2 separate regions of the Mus musculus genome follow, and region 2 is linked to region 1. A link is a contact called in public HiChIP or PLAC-seq data. All regions are on one chromosome and are shown on one strand. The core of a region is the stretch at or near the end of the contact, and the rest is flanking DNA. Distances in the headings are between cores, read along the strand shown.

The links. HiChIP or PLAC-seq counts read pairs in DNA pulled down with a chosen protein or histone mark.
Region 2: a contact with region 1 is called in an H3K27ac HiChIP or PLAC-seq map of embryonic stem cells, with 10 read pairs. The contact joins the promoter of Fbxo27 here to the promoter of Acp7 in region 1. A contact is called at or near these places in 1 of 39 promoter capture datasets (HPC-7-derived erythroid cells), 3 of 484 Hi-C or Micro-C datasets (B cells, nephron progenitors and round spermatid), 6 of 115 datasets of contacts at active chromatin or transcription factors (double positive thymocytes, embryonic stem cells and trophoblast stem cells) and 4 of 9 other capture datasets (adipose tissue, embryonic stem cells, liver and 1 more).

The regions. Positions count from the first base shown.
Region 1 is chr7:28,627,243-28,633,557 of GRCm38.p6, forward strand. Acp7 (acid phosphatase 7, tartrate resistant) reads right to left here and starts at 3,671. Exons shown (of 13, transcript NM_175319.5): 1 at 3,602-3,671; 2 at 2,217-2,468. The coding sequence starts at 2,337.
Region 2 is chr7:28,690,940-28,697,254 of GRCm38.p6, forward strand. Fbxo27 (F-box protein 27) reads left to right here and starts at 2,205. Exons shown (of 5, transcript NM_001163702.1): 1 at 2,205-2,711; 2 at 3,792-3,903; 3 at 4,067-4,162; 4 at 5,701-5,836. The coding sequence starts at 2,357.

The sequences.
Region 1 (6,315 bases), core at 2,421-4,920:
CTGCCTCTGCCTCCCAAGTGCCGGGATTAAAGGCGTGCGCCACCATGCCCGGCTTTTTTTTTTTTTTTTTTTAATATATAAAATCTTAAAGCACAAAAGTAGAAGAGAGACTATGAAGGAGAGGAAGCAGTGTAAAAGGGAGAGGAGAGAGAGGATGCTGGGGATGAGGAGCAGCAAACAGCCCATGTTCTCTCTCATGTGGGGAGTCTGGATCTGGCCAATCGCGCGCACGCGCACACATGCATGCCCATATGAGGGCAGCGGAGACTGAGGAGAAAGAAATCCAGTAAGAGAGAGGAAGGGGAATGGGAGAGGAAGGAGAGGGCAAAGGTGACAGGATATAAACATATGCAAATGTCATGGCACTGGCCAGGTGGCTCAGTGGGTAGAGGTGCTTGCCTCCGAGCCTGATGACCTGAGTTTAATCCTGGGACTCCCGAGAGCTGCCCTCTGACCTACACTCACCCACAGACACACCCTCACTCACATAAGCACACACACAAGCACACACAATGCACACACACACAGCAGGCACACACACATGCGCATCCATACACACAAAATAAATAAATGCATGTAATAAAAAAAAACAAAACTCTAAGGAAAACGTGGTGAAACTTGTTATCTTGATTTTTTTTTAGTCAAAACAAATCAACACACACATAAACAAAGCCCCGCACATAAGTCAAAGCTCCCTAATGTTGGCAATTATCTGTAGTGGCATAACTCACTTCTAATACAAAAGCGGTGAGAGCGCGTCCCTTCTACACTGGGAGCTCAGTCCTGTGACTCCACAGAAAGCAACCGGCAACCCATAACAGCCACCACACGGTCCTGGCACCCCATTGTACCTCAGTGCCCGTGTACCTTGTTAGATAAAGTAACAAGCCTGGGATTTGAACCCAGGCCCTATGGACACAGAGAGTCCATGTACTCTGTGACCTCCTTCTCTTTCTTGACAAGATCTCATATAGCCCAGGCTAGCCTGAAACTCACTAGGTAGTCAAGGCTGGCTTTGAACCAATCCACCTGCTTCTACTTCTCAAGTGCTAGGAATAGAGGTGTGAGCTAGTACATCCAATGGATCTATCTATCTATCTATCTATCTATCTATCTATCTATGTATCCATTCATTCATTTATTTTGAGGCAGGGTCTCCTGTAGGCCAGGCTGGCTTCAGATTTTCTTGTTAGCCAAAGCTAGTGGTTTCTATTGCCTTCATATTCTAAGTCCTGGAATTAGAGTTGCCTCACCCTGTTCCCATCACCTCTTAATAAATAAAAGATCTTTCCGGCCTGAAGTGGTAGCTTATGCCTGAAATCCCCAAATTTGGAAAGCTGAGACAGAAGGATTGATAATTCAAGGCTAGCCTGGGCTACAGATAGAAACTCTATCTTACTAGACCAGATGTTTTAAAAATGGCCTGAGGGTAGTTCAGTTTGGTGGAGTGTTTGCTCCACATGCACAAGGCCCTGGGTTAAATCCCTAAGGCCTAGTCTCAAAAAGGAGAGAGAGAGAGAGAGAGAGACAGACAGACAGACAGACAGACACAGAGAGACAGAGAGGAGAAGAAAGAAGAAAAAGGAAAAAGAGACATAGTAGTTCACTCCTGCAAACTTAGCACCTGAAAGACTAAGACTGAAGGTACAGGGAAACTCTCAGGCTATCCTGGGCTACAAATGTGAGAAACTCTCAAAAGAATAAAACAAATACTTGGGAGGTAGAAGCAGGAGGCTCAGGAACTCAAGGTCAGCCTAGGCTACAAAGCAAATTTGAGGCCAGCCTGGGCTACATGAACCTATTTCCAAAACCCAGAGGAGATGGAAGAGACCCGTTTTCTGCCAGAAAGAAGAAAAGATGGATAAAGAGGTGGCCCATTTCTCTCATTCCCCACCATCATTTACTGGTTTCTTCCACAACTGGTTTCAGAAGTCAGGGTGATAACATTCGAAGCCCTGAGATAAGATAGCAAAGCAGAGAGCCAAGGGAGTCCCTTCAGAGCTGGAGCACAGCAGCTTGTGATGGGCGATTACCATCATCCTTCCCCACACAATGGGACACCAGCCTGCTGAAATCCCATTTCACAGAGGCACACCACTGAGGCTGGAAGGACAAGTCACCAGCCTGGGCTTCTCAAACTGAGCCCTTCACCCAACAGTGGACTTCAAGGCTGAAGAAAGAGCAGCAGAATGAGGTGAGGGGTCCGGAACACTTACCCAGGTAGGACAGATGGATTTGCTCTGGTGTAACATGAGGATACTCTTGGGCTCCCTGGACTCCCGGGGAGAAAGGCAGGAGCATGCAGAAGAAGAGCCAGCCTCCAAGAAAGGGGCTCATGGTAGGAAGAAAGGGGATGGTGGGAAGCCGAGTGGAATGCAGGGATGTGATCAAATTCCGCTGGTGGGTCCCACAGAGGATGGAGAATGGACCGATGCCAGGCAGAGCCGTGTGTCCGTCTGTCAGGATGTCTGTGGGGGAGGAAGACTGAATGACTGAAACGTCTCTGAGGGGAGTGGTGAAGGAGATGCTGGTGAGAGAATAATTAATGAGGTTTCTGAGCCTCGCTGCTCAGCACTTTGCATAGATTAATGGCAGGAGGCCTCACAGCATTCCTATGAGGTGGTGGCGACAGACATCACCAACCCAGTCACATATAGGAAACTGAGCAACCGAGTGACTCAGTGGCAAGGCTAGGATGAGATGCAGCTGAGTTTGAACCCTTCCGGCCCAGGCTCCTGATCCTGGGAGGGGGCTAGGAGGCTGGGGGGCGGGGATGCCTTTGACAACGCCATCCCCAACATCTCTGTCTTCTCTTAGCGACCTATTCTCCAGATTCTTAGCATCCCACTGTACCCTCAGCCTCTCTAATTCATCCTCAGATTTCCACTTATTCCTCCGGACCCGATAACTCCAACTCTACTCCCAGATTTCTCATTAGCTCCACCTGCCTGGAGCGGCTTCTTCTCATTCCCCTCCCCAACATCCCATCTTGCCTTCAGATCTCTCTCCTCCCCGGGCTCCATCCTCATCCCAGCTGCCTCTCCAGCCCTGAACCTGCATTGCCTGAACCCCGGTTTCTCCTCAGCTCCCAGGCCAGCTGAGGTTCTGAAGTTCGGTCCACCTGCCCTCGGGACCTGGACAGGTGCCTCGGGTCTGAAAGAACCGTCCACCGAAGGTCGAGAGCTGGGACGTGGGGTGGGGGGCGCAATCGGGAAGGGGACGCCGGCTCACCCTCAGGGGCGCGCCAGCCGCCCTCACGGTCCTCTCGGCCACCGATGCGCTGCAGTATTTATGAGCTTGCAGGGACACAGGCTCCCGCCGCCCACAGGTGTCCCAGCCCCGGAAGAGCCGGCTGCTTCAGGTGACGGGCTCCCCAGACAGCCCGAGCCCCGTGTCCCACAGGTCCGGCCGGTCCCTGGCGCCCCACGCCCACCCTCACGCCCCCCTCAGGGTGGGGCGCAGAAAGAGGGGACCCAGAAAAGCATGGGACGCCGCCACCTCCGAGCCAGACAGCAGGTTAGCGCCGGGACAGGTAAGGCTGCCCTGTCCCCAGGCGTCCCACCGCCCCAGCTGCGGAGACCCCCTGGTGACAGAAACCCACCCTCAGTCCCAAGGGAGGCCGCGATCCTGGGATTCCCATCCATCTCCGTTGAGCCCTCAGCATCTTCCTCTCAGCTCCTTCCTGCTTCCCAGAGCCGGGACTCTCCCTCAGACCCCCGCAGGGTATCCTGGAAAACACAAACTCCAAAGGCCCTGGTGACAATGGTGTTTGTGAGCCCGGTGCCCTAGGCGCAGTTGCTCAATCTCGCTACAGCCTGTTTTCTCACCTGTAAAAAAGGAGGAGATGGCTGGCACATACCCCGGTGTGCTACCCTAAGAACCGAGTTCAAGTCCAGAGCCGCCCCCACCCCCCCCACACCCCTGTCAAGGTGGGAACAAGTGGAATTTGAGCTGTCTAGATGCTGAAGAGGCCTTCAGCAAAGTGCGCTTAGGGTTTCCCAGATCCACAGCAGACACGTTCTTGGGGGAAGAGAGGTTTTCTGTCTTACACGCATTTTCTGTGCGATGACTCTGCAGTTTAGCTTTGTAAGCAGTTCTAGGTCTTTGGAGGTGGAGCTTGTGGAGTCTGACTTCGGGGCGGGAGTCCCCGGTCTTTAGGATTTTTGAACTCCCTACCCCTTTTCATTACAGCTTAAAATGTAATAATAATAATAATAATAATAATAATAATAATAATAATAATAATTGATAAATCACTCGGATCTGGGGCTAGTGTTGCACGCCCTTTATCTCCTGCACACCGGAGGCAGAGGGTCCTTATGAGTTCAAAGCCAGCTAGCCTGTTCTGCGATGAGTTCCAGGGCTACACAGTAACGAGTGTGAGCCTGTCTCAAAGATAAAATAATCACTTGGTCGTAGTGGTACACCCCTTAATCCCAATCTGTAGGAGGCTGGACCAGGAGGCCAGGAACCTGAGGCCAGCTAGGCTCCCTAACAAGACCCTATCTTAAAGCAGAACGCCACAAACAACTCTCTTTATCAATTTCAGCTCTGGCTCACCGCTACTCTAGCAGCCACAATCAAAACCTCTTCTTGTTATTTTTCTTGGTGGCCTTCCAGAATGGAAGCATCTTAGCCGGGTTTTATGCAAAGGATGCCTACTGCAAACCTAACGTGACTCCTGGCTGCTCCTGTTTTTATGCCACCAAGTTATGGACAGCCAAATATTTTTAAAGCAAGTGTGTCATACGGAAACACATGTGCTTTCTCATTTGTTTATTTGAAAACAGGATTTTATGTAATCCGGACTAGACTGGAACTCACTTACTCCATAGCTGAGGCTAGCCTGGAACTCCTGATCTTGTTTTGTTTTGTTTTGTTTTGTTTTGTTTTGTTTTGTTTTGTTTTGTTTTGTTTTGTTTTGTTTTTCAAGACAGGGTTTCTCTATATAGCCCTGGCTGTCCTGGAACTCACTCTATAGACCAGGCTGGCCTCGAACTCAGAAATTCGCCTGTCTCTGCCTCCCAAGTGCTGGGATTAAAGGCATGAGCCACCACTGCCCAGCACTCCTGATCTTCTAGACTCAGCCTATCAAATGCAAGGATTACAGGCGCGTGCCACAGTGCCTGACTTGTTGGTTTGTTTGTTTTAAATTCTTTATTAGATCTATTTATTTGTATATCTGTGAATTTGTTTGTATTTTGGTGGGTCCGAGTAGAGGGGGGGGGCGTTAAATTGAGAGGTCTTGAAATGTAGTCCAGGCTGGACTGGAATTTACTATGTATCCCAGGCTAGCCTCCAGCCTTTTCTGCAGTCCGTCTATTCCTGTGTGCTGGGACTGCAGTCACCAGCACAGCAGGCCATGCTGACTCCTTAGTTCATTAAACGTCAAGTCTAGCATCAGATCCAAAAGAACAGTTAACCTGGAAGCTTTGCTTTCCACTTTGTGGGGGGTTTTTCCCCCTCAGAGGAAAGCCTTATTAGGAAAGTTCTGGCACCTCAGCAGCACAGGCAGCTGGGAGAAGCAGACCTTTCAGTTCTAAGTGGCAGCTTCATTAGGAGAGATGACTGACAGGTAGCAGGGTCCTGGCAGGGATTGGCTTCTCCTGGTCTAGAGCTGTTGGTAAATGCTTTGGGTCCCCGGCAGGACTGTAGTGGGATTTGGAAGCATGCTGTGGGGTTCCTGGGACCAGGCCCTGGTCAGGCAATCACTTCCTGCTGCCCTCCTTGGGGTAGAAGGATGTGCTGAATTCTGTGCTGTGTCTGTCCTCCTGAGCTCCACTAAGCCCTGCTCTGCAGGTCGAGGCACTTGCTGCCAAGCCGAGTTCCATCCCCAAGGCCCCCAAGGTGGAAGGAGAAAACGGACTCCTCTGGCCTCCATGGGCATACACTGTGGCACTCACACACCCACAGTCACACGCAGCCCCACCAAATAAATAAACAAACAAACATGGCTTAAAAATTTAAAAGAAACCACATATGTGGAGATGGGTCTGGTGATATAATCCCAACATTTGGAAGTCTGAGGCAGGAGGACTGCTGCTATTAATAGCTCAAGGTCAGGTTTGGCAACCTAGTAAGGTCTAGGTCACTCTAGGCTAGAGTCTCAAAGGACAAAAGTAAAGGAAGGAAGGAAGGAAGGAAGGAAGGAAGGACGGACGGAAGGAAGCTGGGTGTGGTGGTACACCCTTGTAACCCCAGCACCTGGGAAGTGGAAAGAGGAAGATTAGTTCAAAATAATCTCAGCTATATATACTGAGTTTGAGAAGAGACTGGACTCTATGAGATCCTGGAAAAAAAAGAAAGAAAGAAAGA
Region 2 (6,315 bases), core at 955-3,454, 62 kb after region 1:
ATCATGTCTGCCTATTTTATTGGTCATGTGTCTCCCTCTATAAACCAAGCTCAGTGCGCAAGCACAGAAGCCAGATATAGTTTTCTTTGTTGATACTTAGTAGCATGCCTCCTGCTCTCGTTGATACTTAGTAGCATGCCTCCTGCTCTCATTGATACTTAGTAGCATGCCTCCTGCTCTCGTTGATACTTAGTAGCATGCCTCCTGCTCACTGGACAGAGCTGACAAACAGGTGAAAAGGTCAGCTCAGGGACATTGGTAAGGTCCTGAAACACTTGCCCCTCCGGAGGGGAGAGGCTAATTAACATTCCTCTGACCACGGGGCAGGAACCGACCTGCAGGTAGGGACACATTCCGCAGGACGGACTACTGCCCACCTTCAGACAAGGGATGTCCTTGTTACCTCATTCGCTAAAGACCAATCAGTTTAAAGGGTGCACTGTTCTGCCAGTCATATTGTGCCTAGTTGCTGATGCTCTGCCCCTGGAAACCATATAAAAACTCCTTGAATGGATGCTGGGGGTCACCACCTCTCCTTCGGGTCTGGGACAATCCCAGTGCACTGGAACAATAAATTCCTCTTGCTTTTTGCATCGATCCCAGCTCCACGTGGTTCACTCAGGGGCTCCCCGGAGTCTTACACAGGTTAAAATAAAAGATAAACAGGGTATGGTGACACTTGCCTGCAATTCCAGTTCTCCAGAGGTAGAAGATCAGTGTCATGCTTGGCTACTTAGTGAGTTCAAGGACAGCATGGGCTCTACCTGAGTCTCAGTTGAAAAGTAGGGCTGGAGAGATAGATGGCCAATTTCCCCAAAGGACCTGGGTTTAACTAGCATCACAGGTGCTCTCGACCACATGTAACTCCAGTTCCAGGGAATCCTGAAAATACCTCCTCTGACCTCCCCAGATACCAGGCACAAACATGGTGGAGACATAAATGCGGGCAAACCTCCATACACATAAAACTATTTTTTTTTTTTCGAGACAGGGTTTCTCTTTTAGCCCTGGCTGTCCTGGAATTCACTCTGGAGACCGGGTTGGCCTCAAACTCATAAATCCACCTGCCTCTGCCTCCCAAGTGCTGGGATTAAAGGCATGCGCCACCACTGCCCGACAGAGCTGGTCATAGTAATACATGTCTTTAGTCCCAGCACTCAGGAGGCAGAGGCAGGCAGGTCTCTCAGTTTGCGTACACAGTGAGTTCCAGGCTAGCCAGCCCTACAAAGTGAGACCCTGTCAAAAAAAAAAAAAAAAAAATCTGGAGCTAGACCCACTCACTAACACTACTAGTCACTTAGGAAGGTCACGGCCTCTAAGAGCCTCGGTTCCTTTTCTGTGTTAAGATGTTCGGGGAGCTGACGAGATGGCTCATTTCAAAGGTCCTGAGTTCAAATCCCAGCAACCACATGGTGGCTCACAACCATCCAGAATGAGATCCGATGCCCTCTTATGGTGTGTCTGAAGACAGCTACAGTATACTTATGTATAATAATAAATCTTTGGGTTGGAGCAAGCAGAGACTCAGCAGGTCGATCAGATCGAGCAGAACCTACCAGAGCAAGCAAGGCTGACCGGGGCAAGCAGAAGTTCTAAAAGTTCAGTTCCGGACAACCACATAAAGGCTCACAACCATCTGTACAGCTACAGTGTACTCACATACATAAGATAAATCTCTTTTTAAAATGTGCTAAGTTGCCGAAGTTCGAAACTGTAAGCTTCAGCTGATGCTTTCGATTAGCGGGGTCATTGTTGTCCTCTAGAGCCTGCTTTTTCTTGTAAATCGCGGATGACTGGATGATTGTCTGGGATTAAGGTCACGGACTGCACAAGGCGTTTAGGGGTGGAGCCTTCCACTTGGATGCCTACCCGAAATAATAGTTGTTACCAGATGCCAGGCGTCCACTGCGGATTTAGGGTCACTCCAAGTGTTGGATTGGTTGCTGAACCGCTAGGACTGTGCCAGAGCCCTGGCCTAATCTGTGTCCTCAGGTGGATTCCTAAACTGTCCACCAGTCCTAAGCCGGAAGGAGGTGGGGTCTGGATCCACAGGGCTGGACATTCGGCGAATCTCAGAGAGGTTTCGCCTGGGAAGGATAGTATTAGGCAAAGCTATAGCTATGCGGTCCTCCAGGCCGCGAAGGGGAGCTGGCAGGGGTGCCGGTGAGCACCAGCGGGCTGGGAGGAGGGTAGGCTTTGGGGACAGAGAGGCGGTAAGGGACGTGGGAGACAGTGGATGGCTTCGGGGATGTTAGTCTCGGGGTGGACGGCTGCAAAGCCTGGCAGCAGAGGCTGCTAATCACTAACATCTAACCCCTCTTCTCCTGCAGTCCCAGCCAAGCGGGGCGCGGGGACCATGGGTGCCTGGATATCCAGGACCCGGGTCCCGACGCCGGAGCCCGACCCCCAGGAGGTCCTGGACCTGAGCCGTCTGCCCCCGGAGCTGCTCCTGCTGGTACTGAGCCACGTGCCCCCGCGCACGCTGCTGATGCACTGCCGCCGAGTGTGCCGCGCCTGGCGCGCCCTGGTAGATGGCCAGGCCCTATGGTTGCTGCTGCTGGCCCGTGACCACAGCGCAGCGGGCCGCGCCCTGCTGACACTAGCCCGCCGCTGTCTGCCCCCTGCCCACGAAGACACGCCCTGCCCGCTGGGCCAATTCTGCGCACTGAGACCGCTAGGACGCAACCTCATCAGCAACCCCTGTGGCCAAGGTGAGGCGCTGAGAAGGCGGGGCCTAGAGGAAGCCTAGGGGCGGGACCAAGAGAGAACTGTAGCACAAAGGGCGGGGCCCCAAGAATGCTAATGGACAGAGCCAAGAAGGAATCCCCCGGAAGGTATTAAGGGCGGGGTCACGGGATATTTGTAGGCTGTGAGACCAGAAGGAAACCAGTGAGAGGATAGGGCGGAGTCACAAGGTATGAAATGGGCGGGGCCTAGAGTTAAACCAAGAGGCAGGTCTACAGATGTAGCAGAGGGAGGGGCTAGAAGTGGGGTCACACTTGACCCAGTTAGAGTAGCTGGAATCACCTGACCTACATAAGAGAGCGGTAGAGGGGACCAAACAGCATATCTTCTATCTGAGAGACAGGATGCACAGAGAGGCACCAAGAGCAATTAAAATCAACACATAAATATCTTTTGTTTCATTGGCTTTTACATTTTAACAATTTATTTTCGTCCCTGCGCCTGGAGTTTCAGGAGACTAAGCCTCATGGCTTGGGAGCTGGGAACTGACCCCAGGTCCTCTAGAAGAGCAGTTACAAATTTTTAAATTTTGTTAGTATATTTTGTTTTTGTTGTTGTTTTGCTTTTTGTTTTTGCGGGTTGGAAAGATAGCTCAGCGGCTAAGAGCTGCTCCTCCAAAGGACCTAAGCTCAGTTCCAAACACTCAAGTGGAGACTCACAACCATCTGTAACTCAAGTCTCAGGGAGACCACCCTTTCTTCTGGCCTCTGGAGAGAGGGCATATATACATAGTCTGCAGACATAAACTTTTAATTTTTTAAAATTATTTTGGTGTGTTGTTAAAAGGCTCAAGTCTCGCGTACAGGTGGTAGGTGCTCAGCGGCCAACTTTGTATCCACAGTTCTCTCCTTGTATTTCTGCGTGAAGTCTGATGATTAATTAGGCTAAAGTTTTCCCACTGAGCCGTCCTTCCTGCCTGCTCAGGTTTCCGATTCTTTTCAAACCTGAGGGGTGGAGGAGGGGCGGCGCAGCTTCAATTCGACCACATTCCTAAAGCCTTTGCGTCCCTGGTACTGCGATTGCCTCTACTGTTTTTTTCTCTACAGAAGGCCTGCGCAAATGGATGGTGCGGCACGGTGGGGATGGATGGGTGGTGGAGAAGAACAGGAAACCTGTACCTGGGGCCCCTTCACAGACCTGCTTCGTGACTTCCTTCAGGTGAAAACCCTCCCCGCCCCCCCCCCCCGTGTTCCCCGCCCCCCCCGTGTCGTCGTCGTCCCCCGTTCCCCCCCCCCCGTCCCCCCCTCACCCTGGGTCAGAGACCTTGAAGAAAGACCTGCGGGTTCTCACGGACCAGCCAACCGCTGTCTCACCTTCCTAGCTGGTGTCGCAAGAAGCAGGTCGTGGACCTGGTGGAGAAGGGTCTGTGGCCAGAGCTGCTGGACAGTGGTGGTGTGGAGATTGCTGTCTCTGACTGGTGAGTCTGGGCACAGGAAAAGCCCGTTAGTAAGCACTGGGGCCCACGGCACACACTTGTAATCCCAGCACTTGGGATGCTGAAGCAAAAGGATGTCATAGGTGAGCTCAAAGCCAGTGAGTGCTCCATGGAGTCAGGCTGCCTGTATCCAGATGTCTGTAAGAGTGTCCGTTCTCTGTACAGAGTCTTTATTGGAGCTTCCTGGATTGACTAACCAATTAGCTGCTTGCCCCTGTGGTTAACCACAGCCTCTAGGCCAACTGACATTAACTCACAACCCTAAATTACACTATGGCTTTTTCTAAAGTGACCAAATTTGACCTATGCCTGTCTGTGGACCTGGCCATGTAAGACCCCCAATGCTGGGCCTCTGCTCAAGTCCCGGGATGAGCTGGCCAACACCCCAACATCCTGAGAGAAAACCACACCTGATGCAAACTGCAAGAGGTTTTATTATCAGCTAGCTGAGGACGAAGTCCCTCTGCCATGCAGGGCAGGGGAGTTCGACACCCCCCCCTCCAGCGGTGACAGTAGGGGCTTTTAACAGCTAGCTGAGGAGTTGGGAGGAGTTGGGAAGAGAGCTCTTCTCTTCCGGGTGTCCTTGGTGAAATTTACAAGGCAGGAGTGGGGAGTGAGTTCTTTCTGAATTTTTATCTCCGTGTCCTCGGCACAGGAAGGCAGGCATCTCTGGTTGTACAGTATAGAAACAAAAAGGCTTTTTGCTGGCTATAGAGAACAAAGAGCTTCTTTCTGGCTGTATTTTTAGAGATCGGGGAAAACAAGCTTGGGGAACATCCAGGGGCTTTACCTTCCAGGGAGAAACGCTCTAAGTCGGGGTCTCACAGCCAGACCTTGTCCTTCATCAGTATGGTAGACTATTTGGTATGACTTGGGTCTCCAAAAAAGACACTCCTGGCAGGCATGGGTTTGCAAGGGCCAGAGATCCTTTGAGTGCATTTTACTGGGGCAGAGACAAGTACAGGAACTGAGGGTTGAACCCAGGGCCTCATGCATGCTAGGAAAAGCCTCTACCACTAGACCTCACACTCCAGGTCTCTTTGTACTTTTATTTTGAGGCAGAGTCTTACCAAGTTGCCCAGGCTGGCCTTGTACTTGAGATACCTCTAAAACAATTGGAATTACATGCCCGGACTACCTGGCTCTCTGCCTGCCGAGTCTTCCAGTTAGAAACGTGTAGTGTATCACTATCCCAGGCTTTTCAGCTTTTTTTTTTTTTTTTTCCTGAGACAGGGTCTTGCTATATAATCCTGTCTGACCTGGAACTCTCTTCAGGCCAGACCTCAGGCCTCTCTTCAGGCCTCAAACTCACAGAGATCCATTTGCCTCTGCTACCACACCCAGCAACACCCAGCACCTTCCATGAGTTCTGGGGTTCAAACACAGGCTGTCATTCTTGTGCGGCAAGCCCGTTACTGACTTAATTAATTAGCCCTCAAGACCCCTGGGAGGAACTTAATTTGTACCCCAGGGAGGCCAGACTCCCCCAGGTGATGCATTGAGACCTCAACTTCCCACAGGTGGGGAGCTCGACATGACAGTGGCTGTAAGTACCGTCTCTTTGTCACGCTTCTTGATGCCCACCAGAACGTCATAGATAAGTTCTCCGCTGTGCCAGATCCCATTGAACAGTGGAACAATGATATCTACCTGCAGGTGAGCCTCTAACCAAAGCCGAGCTTCTCACTGGGTGGGGATGGGTTGGTGGCGACTTCCGTGGTCTCATTACCCTCAACATATGGTCAACGGCAGTCATTTTTACCATCTCTCTGTCTTGGGGCGTTTGTTTTTGTTTGCTTTTTAAGATTTATTTATGTATATGGGTGTTTTGTCCGCATGTATGCACACCAGAAAAGGGCATCAGATCCCATGGAACTGCCATTATAGACACTCGTAAGCCACCATGTGGATGCTGGGGATTGAACTCAGGACCTCTGGGAGAGCAGCCAGTGCTTTTAACTGCTGAGGCATCCCTCCAGCCCCTCCATCTTTGGTTTTTAATGTGGTTGTGTGTGTGTTGTATATGTACATGGGGCTCTGCCTGTGCCTGTTTATGTGGAAGGCAGAAAGATCTATGTCGTATGTCTTTCTCTTTTACCCTCTACCTTAGTTTTTGAGACAGTGTCTCTCACTGA